6 separate regions of the Mus musculus genome follow, and all the other regions are linked to region 5. The links are chromatin contacts, called in public HiChIP or PLAC-seq and promoter capture Hi-C maps. All regions are on one chromosome and are shown on one strand. Each heading gives the region's core, a stretch centred on a gene start, on an enhancer-like site or on the middle of the called end of the contact. The rest is flanking DNA. Distances are from core to core; before and after follow the strand shown.

Region 1 (3,030 bases), core at 67-2,566, 750 kb before region 5:
TTCTGCAGAGCATTTCTCTGTGTAGCTTGGGGTAGAAAAGGAAACTGCTTCTTATGTGCCCAGGGACAGCCAGGCCCCTGGCCGCCCAGACAAGGACCCGCTTGTTTTGGTGCCATCTTGGGATCCCCATCTGCAGTACAAATACAGTTTTATGAAGCTTTACTGGTTTTGTCTGTGTGTGGTATGAATGTGGAACTGAGGGCCCAGGGAAGGGCAGGCAAGTAGTGCTGAACCATGCTTCAGCCATCACCATACATCTCATACATCTCATCCAGTTTAATTCTCATACCAGAAACTGGGCTCAGTTTGGAGTATTTTACAAGTCTGCTCCGTGGTAACCATGCCCACTCCACCCCTGTGGACAGCCAGATGCAAATTGCCTGACACTGCTCCACCCCTCCCCCCAACTACTGTCCCCTGAAACTGAATAATCCCTGACTCGCTGTAATGGTGTTGGGCCACCAAACCCACTTCTGTATGCTCCCTGGCTTCTGCATATACTGTGCATCCCAGGCCTAAATGTCTCCTAAATGTGAAAGGGTTCCCATCTTAAGATGGGAACACCCAGCAGCTAATTATCCCTAGGAGTTGAGAGAAGCCAGGTCACCTTTGACAGCCTTCACTGTGGCTAGGGAGAGGCAGTGAAACTCTGGGAGTTATCTGGTCATTACCCCGATGGACACCGGACTGTATGCAACTATAGCAATCACATTGATTCAAAATAGGAAATGGAAGGTACGATGCTCAGCTCAGCTCTTCACTGAATCGTGACTGGCAGAACTGTGGCCTGTGAGGAAGCTGCAGAGGTACCCAGAACACAATGGCAGGAGCAATTTACGATTGCACCGTGAGGGCGCGGGGCTTGCTCTGACCCCGTTATTTAAAATCAGTTTTTAGTCATTGCATAGACTGGAATTGCAATAGGTAGTCAAGGTGGCCTACACCAAGATGAGCGCCCTTCAAACATTAACTAGGCAGACCGGGCCGCTCAACAAGGTCGATCGCAGGAAGGTCCTAACCTGGCATACTTGCTTGCTTGCCCTCTCAAAACCGAGAAGAGGCGTGTCCCAGCTCGGTCGGTCATTGAGCTGGAGAAGTCCAGCCAACCGGTCTCTTAGGTGAGGGGGGGCGTGTCCTGAGATCTGTGGCCCCTCCCTCCCGCTAGTCCTCCAGGGAAAAAGGTGCTGGGTTTCCCGTACGCCGTCGGTCACTGCGCAGGCGCGGCCCCACCCACTGGCCCTCTCCAGAAAGGGGTTGTTACGCGCTCCTCCATTGGCCAGGCGCGACCCCGCCCCACGGCGCACGTTCTCCTGACACCACTGTGGCTGGCTGCCCTTCGTGATGGCTGCCGTCAGGGTTTTGGTGGCGCCAAGGCTGGCTTCTGCGCTCCTACCGCTCTCCAGATACCACCGGGCTCCCTCCCAGCGCGCAGCCCTTCACAGCTCCGCACCGCGGCCCGGGGCCAGGGTGGCGTTGGTGAGTGCAGAGCCAGACTCCCAGGCCGAGTGCCTTCCCTTGCTAGGTCCCCGCAGCCTGGGGTCGACCAGCTGTCCGCCCAAGGTCGGCTCTTGGTGGGGTTCAGCCTCCCCTCCCTCGGTAATTGCGTGTTGGGCCCTCGCCCTCGTCAGTGCCTCTCTTCCTGCAGGTGCTGTCGGGCTGTGGAGTCTATGACGGAACCGAGATCCATGAGGCCTCAGCGTAAGTCCTCAGAGTTTGTAAACACTCTCTTGGTTTAAAAGGCAGAAATGGCCAGAGGGTGACCAAGCGCAGTGGGTTCACATCGTGATAAGTCCAAAGCCAAAGTTAGCACAGCCAAGACACAAAAGATGCCACCCGGACCCTGGGTGAAGGCAGAATGCCTGGCAGCAAGCTGGGGTCTTGAACATACCCAAAATGCAACACCTGCGGAGTCAACAACCCTCGCTGCTCATCAGTCAGTAAAAGGATGCCTTGCCTACTTATTCTGGTTCTACCCTTACCTTGCAGAAGTCTGTAAGCGGCAGGAGCCGTGCCTTCGTAAAAGCAACTAGGTGTCCTATAAACTAGGAATTCCCCAGCACTTGGTGCCAGTCCATCTGTAAAATCGTCATGCTGTGAGGCCGGAGGACACATTTGGAAGTGATGTCTTTGTGGATTTTCTTCATATAGGATCCTGGTGCACCTGAGCCGAGGCGGGGCTGAGGTCCAGATCTTTGCTCCCGATGTCCCTCAGATGCACGTGATTGACCACACCAAGGGGGAGCCTTCTGAGAGGGAAAGCAGGTATGGGTAGGGAAAGGACCTTACAAGAGCCCTGTTCCCATGAGCAGCTCCTGTACTGTAGCCTTCCTGATTATGTGATCAAGTGTCTGTCCCTCAAAGCAACTGTCATCCGGCTGTTCTGGAAATACATGGCCATGGGCCAAATGTTTCTGACCTCCCCGTGACCGTTACAGGGGTAGCAGTAGCCTTTGGGTGTGAGGTGGTCATGCTCTGCTCTGGCTAGTCCCTGTGTGGTACTGTGTTCCCTTTATCTTGTTGCTTTGTTTTTGGCAGGGAGGGGTTGTTTGTTTTGTTTTGTTTTCCCAAAGTTTCTCTATGTAGAGAGACTGTCCTGGAACACACTCTGTAGACCAGGCTGGCTTTGAACTCTGATCCTCCTGCCTCTGCCTACTGAGTGCTGGGATAAGAGGCATACTCCACCACTGCCTCGGGTTTTTGTTTTTGTTGTTTGTTTGAGACAGAGTCTGTTTGGCCCTCACAGGCCTGGAACTCACTATATACAGACCAGGGTGGCCTTGGATTCCTAGAGATTCTCTTGTCTTTGCCTCCAAAGTGTTGGTGGGATCAAAAGCAGTTGACTCTATGCCCAGCACAACTACATTTTTTTATTTTAAAGATTTATTTATTTGTTATATATAAGTATGCTGTAGCTATCTTTAGACACACCAGAAGAGGGCATCAGACCCCATTATAGATTGTTGTGAGCCACCATGTGGTTGCTGGGATTTGAACTCAGGACCTTTGGAAGAGCAGCCAGTGCTCTTAACC
Region 2 (2,848 bases), core at 43-2,542, 990 kb before region 5:
TAGTTTAAGATAGCTTGCCTAGGGCTGGAGAGATGGCTCAGCGGTTAAGAGCACCGATTGGTCTTTCAGAGGTCCTGAGTTCAATTCCCAGCAACCACACAGTGGCTCACAACCATCTGTAATGGGATCTAATGCCCTCTTCTGGTGTGTCCGAAGACAGTAACTGCGTACTCATATAAATAAAACAACAGCAACAAGAGATAGCTTGCCTAAGTCAAAGAAACTGGGTTGACTTTAAAAAGCGTGGCCATAACATTGATGTAGTCTATCAAATTTTTTGTTATTCAGTAAATTCTGATGTTATAGAAAATACAGAATTGTCTATGTTCCTGTAATAGTGCTTAGACATGCCCTCTCCCACCCCAGTTGCTTATTCCTCTTCAGTCAGACTTTCAACAACCATCCCTCCCATTTTTTCCAGCATCTAGCTTTTCAAATACAGCCACCTTCCTTGCCTGACACTTTAATCCTGGGCTTAGCTGGCCTATGGTGTAGCAACGAACTGGCAATGTTATGGTACCACTAAGTCCAAACGTCCACTGGTCTTGGAAATTTCCCCCAGCAAGTCATCAGACTTCTGGTGGTCTTGGGCACACCAATGAAACCTGTAATTGTTTTGTATTCTAATTTGACATTTCAGCTCTTGGGCTATATGGAAAAATTTTCCCAATAGTGTCCCAAACGATTGTCACCACACATTTCATGAACCAGGGCACACTCAAGTTTTGCACACTCACTGTGCTTTCTATAGTGTATTTGCCTGCCTACCTTCATGATAGGTACCTGCACCCTGTCCCATAATCTGGATCCTGACAGCCTTCTTGCTTTTCTCTTTCCAGGAAAGTGGATGCTCTACAAGAGGCTTGGTGGGGTGGATTTCCCTGAGGACTAAGGTGTTAGGGATCAGGTAAAGTGTTTCGGGTAAAGCTCGTAGTTCTCGGCGTTGCAGGGTTCATGCACACACCCAACCTCCCCCCACCCACACCCCACACCCCAACATGGCTCAGGATGCTGAGCCAAGGGCAGCTCCACGCAGTCCTGCTAAGTGTTACAGTTGAGGACAAGCTGGGCCACATCACGATCTTCTTGTAATACAGCCACTCCTGCTGCAGTAAAGAGGAGGGCGAACCCAAGACAATGCTTTAACCTTTTCAAGAATCAGAGATGCCCTAGGCTTACACCAGACCATCCTCCTCCCTGCAGGGTGCAGTTGCGCCTCTCGGCCACTGAGAGGCGGTAGCGTACGCCAGCATCGTCCAGGACGTTTGACGTCTAGCTGGGTTGTGTCGCCTCAGTGTGACGTTCAGTGGTGACGAGCGCGTGTCGTCACTCGAGCGCCCCAGCGGAAGCGTCGAGTGCGTGGTCTCAGGGTTCTCCTCACCATGGTTCCCGGAGTGCCGCTCCCGCCGGAGATCCAGCTGGCGCAGCGCCTGGCGGGCAATGAACAGGTGACGCGGGACCGCGCGTTGCGGAAGCTGCGGAAGTACATCGAGGCCAGGTCGCAGCGGGCGACAGGTACGCGGGCGGGAGGGCAGGCGAGCTCCGCTGCGTGGGCCCCGCAGGATCCGGCCTTCGTCTGCTGTTCTACTGGCTTAGGCTGACCCGATCGGTCTGCCCGCTTTTCTTCCTTCTGTAGCTTGCTGGTGCTCTTCCGCCGGCCTTTACTGGTGTCCCGTGTTCTTAAAGGTGTGTTCTCGACACCCCGTTCCCAGGATGTCCTTTTGCAGAGCGGTTTCTGTGCTTCTGGTCCTCAGTGAGCGACCCCTTTCAGCAGCCTCCGCGTCTCTTGGATATCCCTCCGCAGATGCAAATTATAGATTCCCTGAGCAGTGGTTTGGCCGAGGTCACGGCTGTATGCTTTGGGAAGTGTCTCAAGGCAGTTTTCCACGCTCTAGTCAGAGAACCCCAGCTTGGGGAATGCGCTTCGCCAAATGGTGGCGATGTCCTTTGCTTTTGGATATCCCTCCGCGGATGCAAATTATAGATTCCCTGAGCGGTGGTTTGGCCGAGGTCATGGCTGTATGCTTTGGGAAGTGTCTCAGCGCAGTTTTTCACGCTCTAGTCAGAGCACCCCAACTTGGGGGATGCGCCTCGCTAAATGGTGGTGATGTCCTTTGCTAGCCGGAATGAATAACTTTCACCATTTAATCTCCGAAATGTCATAGTATAGCTACAGTTCCTTGGTCTGACACTGGCTTAATTAATCACTGCATTAACAATGGGCCATCTCCCGGTCCCGAAAGTGTTGGGTTTCTTTAACTCTATGGGACTGATACCTGCTTGCTGGTGCATGGAGTTACTGGAGGGTTGGGGGGAGGGGCTCCTCCAGGCACCGTTATGGCAGTTCTGTTGGAGAATGTTTTGAGGGCGGGGCTGGCTGCCCAATCATATTTTTTTAAGGTTTATTTATTTATTTAATGTATATGAGTACACTGTAGCTAGCTGTACAGATGGTTGTGAGCCTTCATGTGGTTGTTGGGAATTGAATTTAGGACCTCTGCTCGTTCCAGTTGGCCCCACTCACTGAGGTCAGCCCAGCTCGCTCAGTCCCTGTTCCGTCTGGCCCAAAGATTTATTTATTATTATAAATAAGTACACTGTAGCTGTTTTCAGACACCCTAGAAGAGGGCATCAGATCTCATTAGGATGGTTGTAACCTACCGTGTGGTTGCTGGGATTTGAACTCAGGACCTTTGGAAGAGCAGTCAGTGCTCTTACCCGCTGAGCCATCTCGCCAGCCCCCAGTCGTATTATTGTTAAGAGTAGTTCAGGCAGTCATGTTTCCTTCCTGGCTCGGGAAGGTAGGTTCCAGGGCTCACTAAGTCTCACTGTTGCTCTTGTGATGCAG
Region 3 (3,038 bases), core at 19-2,518, 890 kb after region 5:
AGGTACCACACTTTTTGTTGTTTAGATTGAATTGAGGCAAACACTCACAAACACTGACCCACATCAGCAGCCCTCTTCTTTATTTATTTGTTATCATTTTTGAGATAGGGTCACACTACGTAGACCTGGCTGGCCTAGAACTTGCTCTGTAGACCAGGCTGGCCTCAAACTCACAAAGATCTGCCTGCCTCTGCCTCCTGGGTGCCGGGATTAAAGACCAGCACTACCATGCCCAGCCTCTTTATTTTCTGAGACAAGCTCTACTCAGCTGCCCAGGCAGATCTTAAACTTTATCCTTGTCACAGCCTACTCAGCGGCTAGGATTACAGGTATGCCTGCCGGGCCCAGGTTCATATCTGTTTTAAAAAACAAAAAATTATAAGCCTTATTATTAAAATAAAAAGAAACCTGCAAATTAATAAAAACATCGCACACCAAAATTAACCAAACACAAAGTCTACTCAACTTAATGACCTTGGCATTTGAAAAGGGAGACTGTGAAACTTTCCATAAAATGATGCACTTTCAGTACCCACTATATTTTATGCATTAATCTATTGCCCAAACCACAAAGCCCATGACAGAGTTAGAACTAGAAAAGCAACTAGCTTTACATCTTCTTACATAACTTGTGAACTTTCCTGATCCTCTTATAGTCAGCTTTTCCTCATATCACACTATACCCACATATACATTGGTTTACACATATGCATATATTACTGGCTGGTTGCCTGTTTTTTAAATAAGGCTCTCCACTGTTTCAGAGCTCTGGCTCAGGAAGGCACGGTGTAGGCTGATCAGTGATGGCTTCCAGTCTTGGGATGGAATGGTGCTTTCAGAATCACATCACTTACTGTGTCCAGTCCCAAAGAGTGGGCCTCTAGCCCGGTCTGCTCTCGACCAGGGTCGTCCTCCGCTTGATAATAAGTCCATCTCTGCCGACCCAACTCATTCTGGAGCCGCCAGCGGGTGAGATCGGTGGCGGGCTCAGTTTTATAGGGTCCCCCACGACGCCGCAGACACCTGAGGGGACCAGCGAGAGGAAGCAGCCTTCCTTAGACTCCGCCCAGGTGGGATGCCTGCAATCCAGGCATGCAGAGCCACCAGCCATGCCACCCTGCTGTCCAGACACCTTCCCTGCCACCGCCCTGCCGCGTCCCTCGCAACACCCGCGGGAAGCCCAGGGTCCGCGACTCACGTGCCCTCAGTCATGACAGCACTACTCTCTGCCACCGCTTGCCAGCCCTTTACCTGACAGCCTAGTGCACTGCGCAGGCGCGAGCCTCGGCCGACCGGAACTACTGGGTGGGCCGATGCGAGCTCGGCCAATCAGAGCATCACCAGGTGGGCACGAGAGACGCACCGCGACCACAGTGGCTGGGCGCAGGGCCGCCCGACGCCGCGAGGGCACCAGGGGGCGTGGCTGCGGGGCGGGAAGCGCTTTGGAGGCGGGGCCTATGAAAGAGGCCGGCCTGTGGGCGAGGACGGCCTGTGGGAGGGGCAGGCCCGTTGGAGGGGCGGGGCGGGATGGGGGGCGGGGCCGGCCCCTCTAGATCCTTATTGATGACAGCCTTGGACTTCTGGTCTGGGTGTTCTGAGCCGGGATACCTACAGGGTTGGTGAAAAATGGCCCCTCCGACATGCAGGAAAGAGGCCGCGGAAACCACGAGTGCTTCAGAAGTACGGAAGAGGCATGAGTGACCTGAGGTGAAACTAGCGTTGATCCGAGGCACCACATGGACCATCATGGGGCAGGGGCCTTGACCCGAGTGAAGGGAGGAGGAAACTATGATGACACGTAGTTGGGAAGAGGGTCAGAGTAGTGTTCTCAGAAAGCGGGCACAGGCTCCTCACAGGGAGCAGCTGCAGAGTGTGCAGAGGGCTGTGTCCTGACTCCCATTAGCAGGTAGAGTTCCACTTCCCTAGCCACAGCACTACTCTCAGGATACCTGGAGCTTGGAGTCCTACAAGTTAAAGGGGGAAAAGCCTTGATTATGTTTGACAGTAGAGAGGGAAGCAGGAAAGCCTGTGGTATGCCGGCAGAATCTAGTAGAGACGTGCAATGAAGAACATTTGAACAGATAGTATTTGAGAAGCATTGCTGGCATGCAGGAATGACGACCAGAGATCAGAAAAATATAATTCCAAGAACTCCCAGCGGTACAGTGTGTCCTACAGAGTGCCGACTTACTTACAACTACCCAAACCCGATAGCCTCCCTGCACCTAGCCCTCAAAACGCTGCCAAGGAAGGGGCCATGAACCACAAATCAGAGAAGGAAGAAGTAAGAGGCAAAGAACACTCACACACCTTCCCTAGATGGAAAATCGGAATTTTAGATGGCTAGTCAAGAACACTAACCTCTTCTTTGCCCAGTTTAGAAACTTGTAAAGATATAAGACAAGGCATTTTAACTGAGCCTTGCCTCAGACTATTGATTTGGGGACTGGAGGCCAATACTTAAGTCCAGTGCGTAAGAGCACTTGCTGCTCATTCAGAGGACCTGGAATTGGTTTATAGCACCCACATGGTGACTCACAGCCATCTATAACTTCAGTTTTAAGGAATCTAATGCCATTTTCTGACCTCCTCAGTCACCAGGCATGTGTGAGATGTAAGTACATACATGCTGGTTAAAACACCCGTACACATTAAGTTTTTAAAATTCACAATAGAAAAGTCAGTTTGAGCTGGGCGTGGTGGCACACGCCTTTAATCCCAGCACTCCAGAGGCAGAGGCAGGCAGATTTCTGAGTTCAAGGCCAGCCTGGTCTACAAAAGTGAGTTCCAGGACAGCCAGGGCTATACAGAGAAACCCTGTCTCGAAAAACAAAAACAAAAACAAAAAAGCCAAAAAAAAAAAAAAAAAAGTCAGTTTGAACAGGGCTGGCTAACTGCTTCATAATGACTGCTTTTCCCTTACACATGTCTCAGCTTCTAAGCCAAGCGAACAACTGAAGCCTTTGGGAGCTGACCCACCAAGAACCATGTAAGCACAGTATGCCAATAAGAAGACCCAAAAAACGATGCCCAGGGAA
Region 4 (3,010 bases), core at 302-2,801, 980 kb after region 5:
TGCTGGGTATAAGACACGTGCCACTATACGAAGCAGGGATTTCCTTAGTGAGTGAGGGGGTAATTTAGATCCCAGAACCCACATCTGTTGACGCACAATTGCCTGTAACTCCAGCTTTAGGGCATTTAACACCCTCTTCTTACCTCTAAGGATACCTGCCAGTTCCACACAGAGACACAAACATACTCATAGTTCAAAGAAATAAATATTATTAGGTATTTATTTATACTTTAAAAATTATTTTATGGGTACCAATGTGCGCCACATGAGTTTTTGGTGCCCTCAGAAGCCAGAGGTGTGCATCAGATCCTCTGAACTGGAGTAACAATTGTGAGCCACCATTGGGTACTGCGAATCAACTGGGGGTTCTCTGGAAGAGCAGCTAATGCTCTTAACTGCTGATCTCTCCAGTCCTTTAAGTTTTGATATGTAAAATATGACCGACCACCCTTCAAACATTCCTTAAATATTGCATGGCTCAAAGACTGAGACCAACATATCCTAGAGGATAGGTCTGTCCAGAGGGACCCCCACCCACTCAGTGTTTTCATCAGTGCAAGAGACACTTCCTAAGAGGCTTGAAGTCTTTTGAGTCATGAAAGTGAAACAATTTATTTTTTGGATCTTGTAAAGTTGGGTGTCAGCCTAGAGAGAAGGCAAAAACGGCTGTCATGCAGATTTGGTATAAAATAGGTTTTATAGCCCTTACGGCATTTCCCTGTTCCCAAATTCCACACTACTGAGTTCTTCAGGAGGATTCATTCTTATAGGCATTACCCTCTCTCCAGCTTCCCTATCCTATCCGTGCAGGATGCAAAGCTCTTGACATATATCCTGGAGCTCAGATCCTCTCCTTTTATGTTAGTCATGTTAACAGCCTGCAACGTTTCAACCCAATGATAAATTAATAAATGTTAGGCAAGAAAGAACCTGCTGCCGGCTAGGGAATCCAAGGGCCCAATCCTCCTAATTTCCTGTAATCCACCGATGAGCTTTAAACGCGCCTCTTACTACAAATGGACCATAGTTTCTTTATTTCCTTATGGCAGAAAGACTTTCCTGGTAGAGGTGATGGATGGAGTGAGAGTCAGGTGCCTGAACACACAGCGACTCTGTACATTGAAGCGTGTGCGTGAATGCAAAACGGCCCTGGGTGGCAACTCTGGGGTCCACTGGGGACAGCGGTCTAAGTTTTAGGTGTCATTCAATGAGTAACTCTGGCTATACTCTGTTCTTTGGATTTGGATTGAAGACAGGGGACCGTGTTCAGGAGGGGCCGAAGTGGTCAAAGAAGGGAAGCAGGACTCCCAGTTGACTGCACCTGAGAACCAAAAGTGGGGGCTGGTGGATCCTAGAGGATGCCCCAGTGTTCGCAGAAACACATCGCGACAGAAAAAACGACTTTGGCAAAGTGCGGGAGAGAGTGCCCAGAGCGCACCGGAGGCATGGAGAGCCGCTGGTATGTAAGTCCTCCTCCTGTCGGGAGAGGGCGATAGGTAGCACCGCCTCGGGAAAACGGTTTGTCCAAACCTTCCCGCCGCCCAGTCGACGAACGCCCGCGAGCCCCGGGAACGCCGCGCCTCGCTCATTGGCGTGGATGAAGAGGGTGGAGAGCGTCGGCGTACCAATTGGGGACCAGAGAGATGGCTCTCCGCCCTTGGAGCGTCAGCGGAGCGCGCGTGCGCAAGGCCACACGGGGCTCCGGATTGGCGGGGCGAAGCTGACAGTTGTGTGTATGGGGGGTGGGGAGGCGAGTGGGTGAAGGGAGGGAGTGTAAATAGAGCGAAGGCGGTGTCGCCGCCGCCCTGTCACCTCCGAGCGACTCGCCGGGAGCCCAGGTGGAGATGGAAGACGAGCAGGAGCAGCGGCGCAGGAAGGTGGAGGCTGGGAGAGCCAAGGTTAGACGGTAGCATCCTTCTCTCAGCTTTGCGGTGGGGAAGAAATCCTAAAGCGGTTCCGGTGCTCAGACCGCCGCTTGACACAAGCGGTGGCGGTGGAGCAGTGGGAACTGCCGGGCGCTTGTCCTTCCCGCCGCTTCTGCGGAATTCACTTCCTAGGCGCCGCCATCTTGAATCCAGCGCCCTCTGTCTCGCTCCGCCCTATTACACCCACAGCCAATCAGCGTCAGAGACGTACGACTTGTAGGTGGGCCCGAGCGCCATGGGCGGGTCCTGGTCACCTAGCATTCTTAGTTGTTGTGCTTCCGGTGCTCAGGCACTTTCCTGAGACTAAACTGTCCAAGGCTTTTTAAAGACCGTCTTCAGACTTTATTTTCCCAGGGAACCAAGAACTTTGCTCCCTAGTGGTGTCCTGTTGTTGTATTTCGTTGTTCGCTCTCTGGCCGGGCCCCACAACTGCCATACTACCGAGGGTCCTCTTCTCACCTCCTTCTGCCTCAGATTTTGAATTTGTTTGAGACTCTACCCTGGGAACACTTGTGGCTGTTAAGATAGTTGTTTTGTTTTTTTGTTTTGTTTTGTTTTGTTTTTTTCGAGACAGGGTTTCTCTGTATAGTCCTGGCTGTCCTGGAACTCACTTGGTAGACCAGGCAGGCCTCGAACTCAGAAATCCTCCTGCCTCTGCCTCCCAAGTGCTGGGATTAAAGGCATGCACGACCACTGCCTGGCAAGATAGTTATTTGAAAGGTGATGGGGATTCAGAGGAAGAGAAGGTGCGAACATTTTGGAAGTGGATCTCTGGCCAGCTATCATGGCTGTGGAACCAGAGGCTGTGTCCCTACCCTGTACTGTCAGGACAGTATAGCTATAGCCTTCATGAAAGGGCTGTGTTGATTTTGTGGTTCGCCTAGTAACAGCAATTCTTCATTTGTGTCAACAACCCCACCACCACTATCACCCTGCACCCACTTCGAAAAAACATGCAAAATACACAGAGGAAATGAGAGCACAGCAATGTCAGATTACAGGTGCCGGCCAGAAGCCATTGTGGCCCTTATGGGGTATAAGCTGGGCACATGTAGATAGACACTTTGAGAAATGAGGGCATGTGA
Region 5 (3,021 bases), core at 337-2,836:
GCTGTCAAAATGTCATTTTCTAGCTTCTGTTTATGTGCTCTGTTATCTTCACTTCAAGCTAGTTTTTTTGGCAGTGTACACAGCAGAGAAAGAAGGTCATTCCACTTAATCCTGGTTGAGACCGCAGAGTTCTGTTTTTGCTGTAACAATCCACAATGAACCAAAGATCTATCAAAGCGACCATCTCAGATGAGCATACTTCCTTTGTCCAGATCTCTGTCTCTCATATGTACTTGTGTCAGATCAGCATCTTCAATTCAGTCAATGAGTCACAGGAACACAGGTGATGTGCACAGGGGATGAAAAGGCTGGAACTTGCTCTCTTGTGGCCAAACCACAGCCATTATGAGAAGCAACGAGAGCTAGCTTACTAACAGTAGGTAACACATGACATAAGGGAGTGAGGTCATCTATGAAGCAGAGATGAACCAAACCAGCTGAACACTGCATAAAAGCTGCTATTCATCAGACTTACAAACCATGACTTTAAGTTACTAAGTTCTGGGGTAGTGTGATACCTAGAAACAGACACATTTGTCCTTGTGCACATACTTGTATGTGAAGCTTGACATCCTGGTAGGTGTTCCAAGAGTGATGATCTCTACTTACTTGCCAACAAGTGCACCCGTAGGCACTGCCTGGTGCCCACCTTTTAGGCAGGCTGAAGAATTCATTGAGTGGCTAGCTGGTCCAAAGGACATGTTTTTGTGATGGAAGCAGATGTGGACCGGCTACAACACTACTCCTGTGGTCAGTTCATGCTTCCGATTCTGGACCTCTCCAGGCCCCGTTCTGGGCATAGCACCCCAGGTTAAGACAATCTGGCGAGGAACCACACAAGTTGTTGACCACATCTTGGATGCTCGACACAGTACTTTACCTACCTGCACTTGTCTTTTACTAGACCTTTTTCTTTTTAAACAAACGTGGAAACAGACAATGCAAGCACAAGACACATCTGGTATGCCTAAGAGGTGGCAGAGCCTGAACTTGACCCTGGGGTCTAGGTTAAAAACCGGCCATCATTTCTAGTGACCACCAGTAGACACCCTGCTTCACAAAATCATGTCCCTGCTCCTCTCCCTACTTATTTTCAAGGTCTACGGAGGTGGGTGTCAGTGGCCAGGGCCAGCTCTCAAAACTGGACGAAGGCCCAGGGACGATTCTTGCGGGATGCCAGGGTACCACGTACGGGGTGTAGTAGGTCTTCAAGCGGCGGTCACAGTCGCACTTCAGTGGCTTCGCTCTGATTTTCCCTGCCCCATTCCCAGATCCCACAGGATCTCTAGGATCCTTGGTCCCACCTGTCCCCTTAGGTCCCATCCGAGGCTCCTGCCCGCGAGTTCGAGAACCCCGCCCCCGTCGATCTTCTCGGTGCGTGTCGGAGGCTCCCTTCCGCTTCGAGTCTCCCTAGCGACGCACGACCTGTTTTGGTTCTAACCGCTAACCCTCGCAGTTCCCGCCGCCGCGAGCGAGTCCGGACGTCGGCTCCGGGCAGGAGGCGCGCACGTCAGCGTGGAGCGCTGGCTCCACCCCTGCAAGCGAGCACGCGCGCGCGGCTGCGGCGGCTGGGGCGGGGCGAGCCGAGGGGGCGGAGCCGCCGGCGCCGAGGCTAGAGGCAGAGGCTGAGGCAGCGGCTGAGGCTGAGGTGGCTGAGGCTGAGGCGGCGGCGAGGGGCTCCTAGCTGGGGCCGCGGGGCTAGCCGAGGCCGCCGCAGCGCCCAGAGCCAGACGCCGGCAGCCCGCGGGCGCAGCGTGAGCGGAGGTAAGGCGGCGGGGACGCGGGCGGCCGCGTTTATGTAAGCGCGGGGCAGGTGGCTGAGGCCGCGCAGCGCCGGCGGCCGCGGACCTGACCACCGACCCCAGACCCTATGGTGCGGGGCCCGGGCCCGCGGCGAGCTGCGGGGTCCCTGGCGCATCCCGGGCGGCGCGCGGAGGGCGGGCCGCGGTCCTCTTGGATGCGCTGCGCTGCAGGAGGAGGCTGCGCCCAGGACGGCTCGTCCGCTCCTGGAGGCGCCGCGTCCGCGTGGGATGCGCTGCGCCGCGGCGAGCCGACCGTGCGCCTCTCGGACAGGAGGTTGTGCCCGCGGAGAGGACCCTGTACTCCAGGGAGGGGACCTGTGCCCATCAGAGAGGAGACTGCGCCCGGGGAGGGGAATGGTGTACCGGGCGGAGGGGACCTGTGCTCCGGGGAGGGGACCCTGTACCCCGGGAAGGGACCTTTACCCAGCACAGGGGACACTGCACACCGGGAGGGGGACCTTGTGCCCTGCAGAAGGAAAGCTGCGTCCGGGGATGGGGACCCTGTATCCTAGAGAGGGGACCTGTGCCCTGCAAAAGGAAAGCTGCGCCCTGAGAAGAGACACCCTGTGTCACTCTGAATCTGTGTCCGGGGATGGGGACCCTGTGCCCTGCAGAAGGGACCATGTGCTTGGTAGAGGAAAGGTTGAGCTCTGTATTCTGCAGAAGGGACCAGTGCCTAGCAGAAGGGAGGCTAAGCTCAGGCTGGGGGGTGGGAACCCTGTGCTCTGAGGAGAGGAAGCTGCACCAGGGGATGGGGACTTTGTGCCCTGCAGAAGGGACCATGTGCTCCGCAGAGGCGAGACGGCGCCCAGAGGAAGGGCACAGGGAGGGAACCCTGTGCCCTGCAGAGTATACTCTGAACTCCGAGGAGGGAGACCCTAACCCTATATCCCACAGAGGGAAAGCTACGCCCAGTGAGAGCATCTTGTGTCCTGCAAAGGAGACACTGCGCTCCCACGGGGTGGACACCGTAACCTAGGTGAGGCAGGCTGCTTTTTTGGTGGTCCATGCCCCTTCCGAGGGCTCAGAGCCCACATGGGCGCCGAGCGCCTGGGAGACGAAGTTCCGAGTACCCAGCGCGAGTACCCAGCGCGTCTGCTGTTTGTGGGAGCCATCTGGGACATTAGGGGTTGGAGGTGAATTTTGACGCGCACACATAGGCAAGAGGAAAATCACTGTGTGGTGTCTGTGTGCAAGGGAAATGTCAGATGGGGCTGTG
Region 6 (2,906 bases), core at 297-2,796, 790 kb after region 5:
GACAGACAGACAGACAGACAGACAGAGATAGAGACAGAGAGACAAAGAAACGGAGAGAAAAAGACAGAGTCAGTGATAGAGAGAGGCATAGAGATAGAGAGACAGAGAGATGCAGAAACAAAGAGATAGAGACAGAGAGATGAGAAAGATACAGAGAAGGAGAAACAGAGGGAGAAACAGAGAGAGATAGAGAGACAAAGAGAGGGGGAGGGAGAGAGAGAGAGATGCAAATACCATACATAAGACACTCATGCATACTTACACCTCTGGCTCTAGTCCCTCCCTACCCTCTCAAAAGACCTCCAGCACAGAGCACGGCACACAGCAATAGCTGGCACTGCCCATGAAAGGCTGGTACTGATGCTGCATTGCTAATAGTCAGGTCAGGGCTCCAGGTCCTAGGGACTGCAAGTGGTAAGTGGTACAGGCTGATATCTCTCAGGCTGGGACCTGTAGGGACAGCTTTCAGCTCCCAAGAGGTCACCTTAATGGCATTTTCCTATTCCTTAGAAGAAACACTGGTCCTCCATTACTACTTAGGCACAAGGATCCAAGACACTGTGGAAGGTGCCTTGAGCCAACTTCTCAGGTGTGAGACATCAGAAGAAAGAGATGACAAAGCTTCAATGGGCAGAGGCAGGAAGGTCCTAAAGACAAGGACCTCCAGCAATATGGGCTTACCAAAAGTAGTTCCTCCCTGGACAGGAGGGGGTAGGGGGAGAACACAGAGTGGGACTGGAAGTCAGGGGCTAGATCAGAGATTTACTCAGCTGTATGAGAAACAAGCCTCATCACCCCCACTACCCTGCACCCTTGAGAACTGCCCCGAATTGAGCCCCTTCCCTATCCCTGCCTGTACTTCTCAGAGCCAGTCCTACTCCAGGCTAGAAAGTTAAGGCCCTAGCCATAGCTTATGCACCCTGCCAGCGATGTGAGCAGACCCCACTCAAAGCCGACCTCTGGGATTCTTGGAGGAAAGGGTTATATACCAATGCCAGGGCTCCTACATCTATGCCTGGTCCTCTTGCCTCTTCAGGGCCCTATCAACTTCCAGGAGCCTCAATACCAATTCAGGGCCCGCTGAACCCCAAAGACATACGTTCTTTGCATCCCTTCACTGCACTTTGAAGTTCAACCCCACATCCCGCCCAACTTCAGTCAGAATACTGGGGGTGGGGGGAGCGGGGGAGGGAGCCCTGGCCCAACAGGATAAGAATAGCTTCTACGGGGGGGGGGGGGGGGGGCTCCTTCCTTTACGTAGAGGAGGAGGGAGCTTGAGCAAAGGTCTGGGAGACCTAGGAGTCCAGAGGCTTGCAAGGAAAAATAAAAAAGTCACCAGGCACTACAGCACAGAGATGGTCCAGCTCCAACCCTGCTGCGTGTCCTGGCCACTCCCTCCCCTCGCCTTCCTTTCCTCCCCTCCCCCAGCTCATTCCCCAGCTTCATCTTAGTCCGTCCAGCAGCCCCACCCGCTGACCCCGCCCATCCGCGGGGCCGCAGCGCCCCCCAGCGGTCGAGTTTTCCAGGCATCCGCCCGCCCGGGACAGAGTTAAAGTGGGAGGCCCCTGGCTTGGTCCCCTCCCGTTCAGTCCCGGGCCGCGCCTGGGTCCCCTCCCTCCTACCCACTCGGCGCCCGCACCTCGGGCCGTCAGGACCCGGGCTGTCCTCGGGAAGTACCCAGGCATCTTCTCCAAGCCAGGTAAGCTTCTTCGCATGGTGTCCAGCTGGGACACGCGGGAAAAGGGGGAACAGGATTCGGGGGCTGCACCTCAGGGGTCTAAGGTGAGCACAGTTCTACCCAAACCGAAGGTCCTGCCCCAGGTTCTAGTCTCCAGGTGGCCCCTAGGCCTCTGTTCGACAGAGCCTGGTTGGGGTGCAGGCTTCTTATTCTAGACTCCACAGCTTTCTGCTCACCACTGACAGACCAGATCCCTGCTCCTTCCCCAGTCCTCAGAGTGTCTCACATCTGGTCAGACCCATGGCCATTGCTAGCAGGTCTGAGTTGTCTCCCAAGGGTTAAGGAACCTAAATTGCCTCAATGGGAAAATACGCTGTGACTTGAACCTGCACACAGTCCGTTGTTAGCCTCTCCGTAGGCCCTAAGGAAGAAGGGTAGTCTTCATGGGGAAGGAAGGTAACAGAGCCACTTGAACTAGTTCCTCAGATGGACTTCAAGGGTACTCTGCGGGAGGCAGAGAAGGGAGTCTCAGGTCCCAGCAGTGGGCTAGCCAGGTGCTCTCAAGGGGACACCTCGCCATCTCGAGGTACTCCCACTGTGCTTAAGGAGAGACCAGGCAGGAATCATAAAGATGAGGGTGGACCCAGGAATAATAAAGTCTGTCACTCTTGGCTCTATCCTAGCCCTGAGACTCCCTTGGGCACTCCAGTCCCTTGGGGACTCCAGTGGGCAACCTCAGAGACACCTCTCCTATAGACAGCAACACAGCCCCCTCGTGAAGCCTGGGTATTCTGGGGGTATCTCCATACTCATCTGAGGACATGGAGCCAAGTGCCATAGAGGGACAAGGTACCAACAAGGAACATTTAAGGTCCAGATTAAGTTGCTGGGTTCCTCCCCTTCCCCCAGTTAAATAGTTCTGGCTCTTGAGGCTAGCACACACATAGCAAAGGAAAAAAAGAAACAGGGCATTTGCAGCTTCATCTCACAGAAACTGGAGGTTACACAGGTGTCTGGGATCCCTTAGAGAGAAAAGGTGGGGCCAGAGACTGGGCTTGGACCTAGGGTCCCAGGGAACAGGTGATACCAATTGGGAGGGGTTGAACATAGGGGTTTAGAGCATCCATTCTGAAAGCTGTGCTTCAGTCTTGGGAACAGTGCGTTTCCCAGTGAAATGGTGTTGGGGAGCCAGCACAGACCTTGGAAGAAGTAGTCAAGACTACTGCCA

What was found. Promoter capture Hi-C pulls out the DNA fragments that hold promoters and counts their contacts. HiChIP or PLAC-seq counts read pairs in DNA pulled down with a chosen protein or histone mark.
Region 1: a promoter capture Hi-C map of pre-B cells shows a contact between it and region 5, with 4 times the contacts expected there. The contact joins the promoter of Gatd3a here to the promoter of Adarb1 in region 5.
Region 2: a contact with region 5 is called in a promoter capture Hi-C map of pre-B cells, with 6 times the contacts expected there. The contact joins the promoter of Rrp1 here to the promoter of Adarb1 in region 5. A contact is called at or near these places in 1 of 39 promoter capture datasets (pre-B cells) and 1 of 9 other capture datasets (liver).
Region 3: an H3K4me3 HiChIP or PLAC-seq map of bone marrow-derived macrophages shows a contact between it and region 5, with 4 times the contacts expected there. The contact joins the promoter of Lss here to the promoter of Adarb1 in region 5. A contact is called at or near these places in 1 of 484 Hi-C or Micro-C datasets (embryonic stem cells) and 2 of 115 datasets of contacts at active chromatin or transcription factors (bone marrow-derived macrophages and pancreatic cancer cells).
Region 4: a contact with region 5 is called in an H3K27ac HiChIP or PLAC-seq map of embryonic stem cells, with 2.7 times the contacts expected there. The contact joins the promoter of Pcnt here to the promoter of Adarb1 in region 5. A contact is called at or near these places in 1 of 39 promoter capture datasets (pre-B cells) and 1 of 115 datasets of contacts at active chromatin or transcription factors (embryonic stem cells).
Region 6: a promoter capture Hi-C map of stem cell-derived epiblast-like cells shows a contact between it and region 5, with 5 times the contacts expected there. The contact joins the promoter of Col6a2 here to the promoter of Adarb1 in region 5. A contact is called at or near these places in 8 of 39 promoter capture datasets (HPC-7-derived erythroid cells, embryonic stem cells, liver and 2 more).

What each region holds. Positions count from the first base shown.
Region 1 is chr10:78,168,041-78,171,070 of GRCm38.p6, reverse strand. Gatd3a (glutamine amidotransferase like class 1 domain containing 3A) reads left to right here and starts at 1,316. Exons shown (of 7, transcript NM_138601.3): 1 at 1,316-1,476; 2 at 1,646-1,698; 3 at 2,149-2,262. The coding sequence starts at 1,342. It overlaps Pwp2 (PWP2 periodic tryptophan protein homolog (yeast)), which reads left to right. Exons shown (of 21, transcript NM_029546.2): 21 at 1-161.
Region 2 is chr10:78,411,487-78,414,334 of GRCm38.p6, reverse strand. It overlaps Rrp1 (ribosomal RNA processing 1 homolog (S. cerevisiae)), which reads left to right and starts at 1,292. Exons shown (of 13, transcript NM_010925.2): 1 at 1,292-1,515. The coding sequence starts at 1,383.
Region 3 is chr10:76,529,835-76,532,872 of GRCm38.p6, reverse strand. Lss (lanosterol synthase) reads right to left here and starts at 1,268. Exons shown (of 22, transcript NM_146006.2): 1 at 1,199-1,268; 2 at 855-1,023. The coding sequence starts at 1,212.
Region 4 is chr10:76,441,453-76,444,462 of GRCm38.p6, reverse strand. It overlaps Pcnt (pericentrin (kendrin)), which reads left to right and starts at 1,551. Exons shown (of 42, transcript NM_008787.3): 1 at 1,551-1,898. The coding sequence starts at 1,845.
Region 5 is chr10:77,416,838-77,419,858 of GRCm38.p6, reverse strand. Adarb1 (adenosine deaminase, RNA-specific, B1) reads left to right here and starts at 1,586. Exons shown (of 11, transcript NM_001024837.2): 1 at 1,586-1,764. Gm17769 (predicted gene, 17769) reads right to left here and starts at 1,483. Exons shown (of 1, transcript NR_027377.1): 1 at 1-1,483.
Region 6 is chr10:76,622,044-76,624,949 of GRCm38.p6, reverse strand. It overlaps Col6a2 (collagen, type VI, alpha 2), which reads left to right and starts at 1,546. Exons shown (of 28, transcript NM_146007.2): 1 at 1,546-1,699.